Linked DNA regions of Mus musculus: region 1 is linked to region 2. The links are chromatin contacts, called in public promoter capture Hi-C maps. All regions are on one chromosome and are shown on one strand. Each heading gives the region's core, a stretch centred on a gene start, on an enhancer-like site or on the middle of the called end of the contact. The rest is flanking DNA. Distances are from core to core; before and after follow the strand shown. Region 1 overlaps Ssbp3 (single-stranded DNA binding protein 3). Region 2 overlaps Ssbp3 (single-stranded DNA binding protein 3).

Region 1 (3,307 bases), core at 307-2,806, 80 kb before region 2:
TTGTAAAATATGTATTTACAAAATTATATATATATATATAAGTATTTCTGCTGTTTTTTTTCCTAGGAAGATAGACCACTGATTCTTATAAGCACTAAATATCAGGGCTTATTTGCATAAGGATTAAATCTTGAATCAGCCATTGAAGCTGTGCAAGCCTAAGGAAGTCACTCTACCTCTCTGGCCTCAGTGACCTCATCACAGGCAGGGAGTAACCACACCTTGTAGGAGTAGCCTGGTGACCACAAGGTGGCTAACTGTGCCAAGCACACAATCCAGTGTAAGACACAGCTCTCACCCTAAGGGTGAGGAAACAGAGGTCCAGAGGGGCACCAGTGAGGGGTAAGATTGTCTTCTGGGGTCCAACAGTGGGTGGGGAGGCCATGGGCTCTGAGGCACCGGCCGGGGCTATTTGCCTTACATGTTAATCCCAGGCATGGCGGGGCCGAGGGAGTTGGGTGGTGGTCTCATGCCGCTGCCGTAATTCTGCAACGATAACCAAGGGTCAGTCTATGAGGGGGAGAAGGGGAACCGGGAGGGAGACAAACACAGAATATAAGTGAGAGGGTTAGTCTGTGACGACAGCCTGATGAGAAAAAAATCACACGTACTTTCAGAACAGACAGGACCACAATGACAAGCCAGCACAGAGGGACAGTCACAACAGTCAATGCGTTGGCGGGGGCTTCACGATGATTCTCCCTAAACCCTGTCTGATCAGCAAGCTGCCATCATTCCCGTCCCACAGGCCTCAGCAGTTAGGCAGACTGACTCTGCTACCAAGCCCAATGCTGACTGGTGATCAGAGTCACATCAGACTGAGGGAGAAGGCAACAGAGGGAACCACCCACCTTGCCTCTGGCTGAGAATGCTCAATAGCCTCCCCTATAGTCACAGGGCCATTCCTCCCCCACTGCTGTACTCTGAGGGTAAATATGGCAGGACAGTGTCTCTGTGGCTACACCCCCAACTCTACAACCCAGGGTGCTCAGTGACTGGCAGAGGAGAACAAAGCGCGACAACTGTTTGGGCACTGGCCCTGTGGGCATCTGAGAGCAGCAGGTTGGTGAGAGGCTCCAATGTGAGACACATCTTGCTGGGCACACAGTGACCTTAGACTTCGCCTGCTCTGTCCCTGTAACAACCTTCTGAAGCTGGTCCCACTTTACAAAAGGCGGGACTGCAGGTCTGAGAGGGAGCAGTTGGCCAGATCAGCTAACGGGTGGGAGACCAGAGTCTCACTCACACACGCTGGATCTTTCCCAAACCTCTGGCAGGAAGAAGGTGAAAACCAGGGGCAGTGTTGGGTCAGACCAGCACAGAGGTAACACTGGGCTAAAACAGGTGATGTCACAAAGAACTGTCTCCTCAACCTCACCACTGAGGGAGCCCTCTTCTGCTAGGCCACTCATGGAGGCCTCGTGTCTACAAGACTACCTGGACAGAATATAGGCAATGACATCAGCTGGCTGGCAAGGAGTGAGGCCTACAGGGAGGACTAGGACTGGCTACAGCCAGCTCACACAGCGCCTCACTCCCTGGGCCTGTTCTGATTAGACAACCTGGATGGTAAACAGAGGTCACAAGACAGCTCACCTCAGCTTGGCCACTTGGTGTTGACTCCGGCTACACAAACGACAATTCTTACTATGGAGGATAAAGCTGTGTCACATGTTTTATGTGTACACAGATGTTTAATAGTCATAGCAACTCCCTTAGAGATTACAAAATGAGGCACAGAAGGAAAGGAATAGTTAGGTGCTAACCTGGGACAAGGCCCTGTTGCCAGGTTGTGCCTGCAGGTTCACAACCCTGTTTAGTCTATAACACAGGGACACAGAGCCTATTTGCCTTCGGCCTTAGAGAGACCCATGCTGATTGCAAAGTGTTGGTTCTGAGGTGGGTTTACAGTTACTTGATGACAGCAGCAGACCCAGAATGCTTCTACTTGATTCTGCCCCTCACAGTAAGCCAGTTCATTATGGCCCATGAGAACTGGTGTATGAGAAAGATCTAAATGCCCTTCTCACTGGAGGAGGCAAGTGTCATACTCCAGGGCTAAAGGAGTCAGGATGCTGCTACCACACAAAGTGTTGGTCAAAAGAAGGCCAGATTTGCAGCATGCTGCCTGAAGGGAGACACAGACAGGATTCCAACCCTATCCTGCTTGCTAACAAGGGGGTATCCTGCATAGAGCCATAGTAAGTCTCCCTCCTATAGATGTAAAGTCAGAAGGGCTACTCCACACACCTCCCACTTCACAGAAGACAACTTGGAGGCCCAGAAAAGCCAGATATGTGCCCACAGCCACTTAGTTAAGCAAGACAGGAATGGGAGCTTAGCTGAAACCAGGTTTGGGGTCTAAGATTTTTCAGTCAGAAGCAACAGCTTCTGATATGGGGATGGAAGATCAGTACCCAGGTTCTGGATCCGCTGGAGGTGACTGGGGACTGAACGGGAGCTGTCCCTCCCCCTTATGAGCACGGGCCCCTTTCTCACTCCTGGAGAACAGAGGTGCCTACTCCACAGCTGGGTTGGACTAGGGGGTCATGACTGGTATCTACAGCAAAGTGGACTCTTCCTCATGCTTCCTGTCACCTGCCCTGTTTTAGCTTTACCTTCAAACAGAGCCATCTGTCACTAGACTCACCTGTAGAGAAACTTGAAGTTATAACGCAGTCTCCTGGGCAGTAGGAGGCCTGACAAGAGGGTCCCCAGTGCCTGCCTCACTCCCTCACTTAGCCCAGGATGCTCTGCACAGGACTAATGGTCCTTCCAGAGTTCCGAGCTTGCACCAGCCTTGGGTCTTTGGGGGACTGTCCCTGGAGAATCAAGAATATCCTCTACCTGAACTTGTGAAAATATAGACCAACCAAGATGGTGGTGTGATTCTAGCACGGCCAGAATTGCTAAGGCTGTAACCCTGGGTTGGTTGGTGCCCACTGGCCTCCAGGAGTCTTCAACGTGCTTTACCCAATATGACCAAGATTTAGTTTTGACTGAATTCCTTCTGCAGAATGTGGACAACAGGAAGGGCCCTCAGGGCCTCATGCAGACTCCCATGAAGTACTGCCTCTTTCCCACTGCACACTAAAACCATCGCAGGCCCTAGAGGAAAATGACAGGGGGTAACTGACTGTTCACGCCTTTGGACTGAAACAGGATACAGGGTCAAAACTAGAGTGGCAGCCTACCTATAAAATAGCTCTCAGACTACACTATAGCTGTTTCCCAACCCCTTCCAGAAAGTTCTAGAGTGATCAGTGGTCAAATACATTCTGATACCTCACCAAGAAATCATACAAGT
Region 2 (3,285 bases), core at 717-3,216:
GGACAGCCAGGGCTATACAGAGAAACCCTGTCTCGAAAAACCAAAAAAAAAAAAAAAAAAAGAAGAAGGAGGAGGAAGAAGAAGAAGGAGGAGGAGGAGGGGAAGGAAGGAAGGAAGGAAGGAGGGAGGGAGGGAGGGGGGGGAGGAGAGAGAGAGAGAGAGAGAGAGAGAGAGAGAGAGAGAGAGAGAGAGAGAGAGCTGCAAAATTTAAGAGCTACCATCTTAGCAGCTCCAAGATAATCAGCACAGGTAACTCCTCTGCCTTTTCCCCTCTGCAGACCAGAGGATGATTAACAATGAAAACACTCAAGACCCATGTAACCTGAATAAGATGTCCCCACCACAGAGCACAACACCCACTCACTCCACACAACGTGAGACACACTGGGCCCCATGAATGGCTCCCCTGACACAGTCCTAAAGCACGAGGTGGAGCAGGGTGTGCCGCTCTCTCCACCTGCCCTTCTTCCTTAAGTCCCTCATCATGAACTGGGAGGCTCAGGCCAGGACTGCTTCCTCTCTGCCGTGCCTGCAATATGCTACAGACAACGACTGCAAGAGAATGGTAGAACCCAGGCACTACCCGGCACTGCTGGACTATGTCTGGTACCTGGCAGACATGAGAAACCTCATAGGCCCAAGTGAACCAAATGTCTGGACAAAACCCATCTAGAGGTGACACGAGAAGATGAGGCCAGAACACAAACATGACAACTGGGTCCTCCATCTCAAAGAAGCCCCCAAATTTAAGGAAGATTCTTGGCAAACTAGAGGAAGACCTTTCAAGTTTCCTTAAAGAACTAGTCCCTCTCAAGGCAATTACAAAACAGAACATCAAATGGGATTCAGGATCTGGGGAGATATCTCAGTCGGTAAACATTAGCACCCACATGTGAGCCTCAGAATTCACCTGAAAGTGTTGGCCTGGTGATGTTCACATGTGATCCCAATGCTAGAGAGGCAGAGACAGGAGTCCCTGAGGACTGCTGGCCAGCCAGCTTACCCTAACTGATGAGCCCCCAAGGGATGACCTGGTGAGCCAAATGGGCCAATGAGAGACCCTGACTCAAGTAAGGAATGAACAGGTCTGAAGATGACAACTCAAGGCTGTCCCCTGGTCTCCATACATGTACACACATGTATACATACCAGCACAGACATAAACACACGTTAAAAAACAAATCCATTTACTAGATAGACATGCTGTTCCAAGGGGCTAATGGATAAGGAGAGTGAGCCAGACACGCCCACTACCCAGGCCATCTCTTTGTATGGAGGGCTGTCCCACACAAAGACTCTCCTCCCCTGAGCTCCTTCTCTTCCACAGAGTCTGGCCAACCCCCATGAACACTGCTCACGCCATCCGAACTGTTGTTTTGGAATGTGCCAGCAATTCTGGCGGCAGGAACAGCAAGCTTTAGCTCAGCAAAGAAACCAGCTGGAGAGGCAGCCTCATGAAATGATGAAATGCCAAACCAACCCCTACATCTTCTCCAGTCTCTCGGGTCACCTACCAGATTAGAAGGCCTGTTGCTACGGCAACCATATCTTGCAAGTGTCGACTGAACTTCCCCATAATTTTTAACCCGTTTAGTAGCTGGAAGAGGGGTGGTGCACAGCACAACCCAAATCCCAAGTGTTGGCCTGCTTTGGCTATACTCCTACAATTAAAGCAGAGAATGGGAAAACGGCAGGCAGCCAGGCAAGGACCAGAGTCCACAGTTGGGCAAACAAGTAGTGAGAGTGAACAGGCCACTTACACACCCACCTTTTTCTCCCACCAGCTCTCCACCAAAAGGCTGGCTGACAGCAGCCTGCAAACTTTCCACACACCTGGCAACACCAAAGCACCAGGAGCTACAAGGAGGATGGTACTAAACAAAAGCAAAATGGAAAGCTGTCTGCCCCTCCCAGCAGGCACCTCGCCCTTGTGCTGTGGAACTGCCGGGCCCTTCTGTGGTAAGCAGAAGGTGGCTGGGAGTTAGGCGCAGGGGACAGATGGCCCGCAAGCACTGGCACTTTCCAGTTGTCTGATAGGCGCCGGCTGCCAAACAAGCCCCCAGTCTCCTTGCAGGCGCTCCCACTCCACAGGCAGAGCCTGGGCATAGGCCGTGCTGTGGTATTGCCATAGCCGCATGCCTCTCCTCCTGCACTCCCCGACTCCTGCAAGTCATCTTCAGCATCCTCCCAAGCCCAGCACCCAGCCGCACCCTCCTCCACAGCTGGGCAGCCCTCCCTCCTCCACGGCAGGGCAGCCCTCCTCTCCCCACATTCACAACTCGTTCATAAGCCTCCAACCAACCAACTGTACAAGGACTTTCCTCAGCCCCTTCTATGTGAAGGGAGGAAGTTCATAAACGGATGAAGGGAGAAGAGGTCCCATAGCCTCACTCTATCGCTCCAAGGATGCAGTCAGGCCTGTGGCTGAGCCAGTGGACCAAATGGTCCCTAGGAAGGAGAAAGATCAAGGGATCAAGGAAAGTGGCTGGCAACCCAGGACCACAGTTTGAGTTTGAATCTGAGAGAGACCTGCCCAAGTCTGCTCGGTGCACCTGGCACACTGTGCTGACGGTGAGAGCGCTGTGCGGGTGCACATCTACACCTCACTCAGAAAGCAAGGGACTTGACTTAACCATGGGGATGGGCTCTGCTTCAGCAAGTTCACTTCTCTCTTGAGGAAAGGTTCGGGGCCAGGATGCTAAGCAACCCTCAGTCGGCCTCTGGGTCCCATACAGATGGATACCTGGGACAAAATCCAGTCCAGTGAATTAAGATGCTAATGAGCACCTTGCAGGCACAGCACTGGACAAGGGATGGTAGATTAGAGAAGGTCCACCATCACCCAGCCCTGCCCTGCAGATCATTCCATCAAATTCAGAGGGAACTTAAAATGAGGCAATGGGGTGAGGGGAAAGGAGAAGGAAGGATATCCCCCCCCCCCCCCGGGATAGGAAGGGAGCGTATTAGCAGGAATCTCAGGCGTGAACTCAGCAAGTTGGCTGTCGGACACCAAGAGGCAGCTTTCAAGGAAGGACTCCCCTCAAGGCAAAACAGAGAGTATGCCATCCGGGAATGGGGATGGTCGGTCTTTAGGGAGGAGCTCTAAGAATGCCTTTGAGATATAAAAGAAAGAAAAAAAAAGAGTTGGTTTTTTTTGTTTTGTTTTGTTTCATTTTAACCCACCAGATGGGTGGGTTACCACCAAGCTCATTCATTGTTAGGTCTTATTATCCAAATCCTTCTGCTCACTGAACAAGTCCTCAATGAGCACTTACTGTATGTCAG

What was found. Capture Hi-C pulls out chosen DNA fragments and counts their contacts.
Region 1: a promoter capture Hi-C map of pancreatic islet shows a contact between it and region 2. The contact joins two enhancer-like sites. A contact is called at or near these places in 2 of 39 promoter capture datasets (cranial neural crest and maxillary cranial neural crest), 4 of 484 Hi-C or Micro-C datasets (3T3-L1-derived adipocytes, the HPC-7 cell line, liver and 1 more), 1 of 115 datasets of contacts at active chromatin or transcription factors (embryonic stem cells) and 3 of 9 other capture datasets (adipose tissue, liver and pancreatic islet).

What each region holds. Positions count from the first base shown.
Region 1 is chr4:107,034,115-107,037,421 of GRCm38.p6, reverse strand. Ssbp3 (single-stranded DNA binding protein 3) reads right to left here. Exons shown (of 18, transcript NM_023672.2): 10 at 422-486. Among named protein-coding and RNA genes, the nearest start is that of Gm12786, 8.5 kb to the right of the region's middle. Within about 2 kb of position 1,556, at least 16 of the 459 cell types and tissues checked have an H3K27ac peak or open chromatin away from gene starts, as enhancers often do. A contact at or near this core is called in pancreatic islet, where this site is marked.
Region 2 is chr4:106,954,677-106,957,961 of GRCm38.p6, reverse strand. The region is part of intron 4 of Ssbp3 (single-stranded DNA binding protein 3); the gene reads right to left. Among named protein-coding and RNA genes, the nearest start is that of Ssbp3, 45 kb to the right of the region's middle. Within about 2 kb of position 1,966, at least 86 of the 459 cell types and tissues checked have an H3K27ac peak or open chromatin away from gene starts, as enhancers often do. A contact at or near this core is called in pancreatic islet, where this site is marked.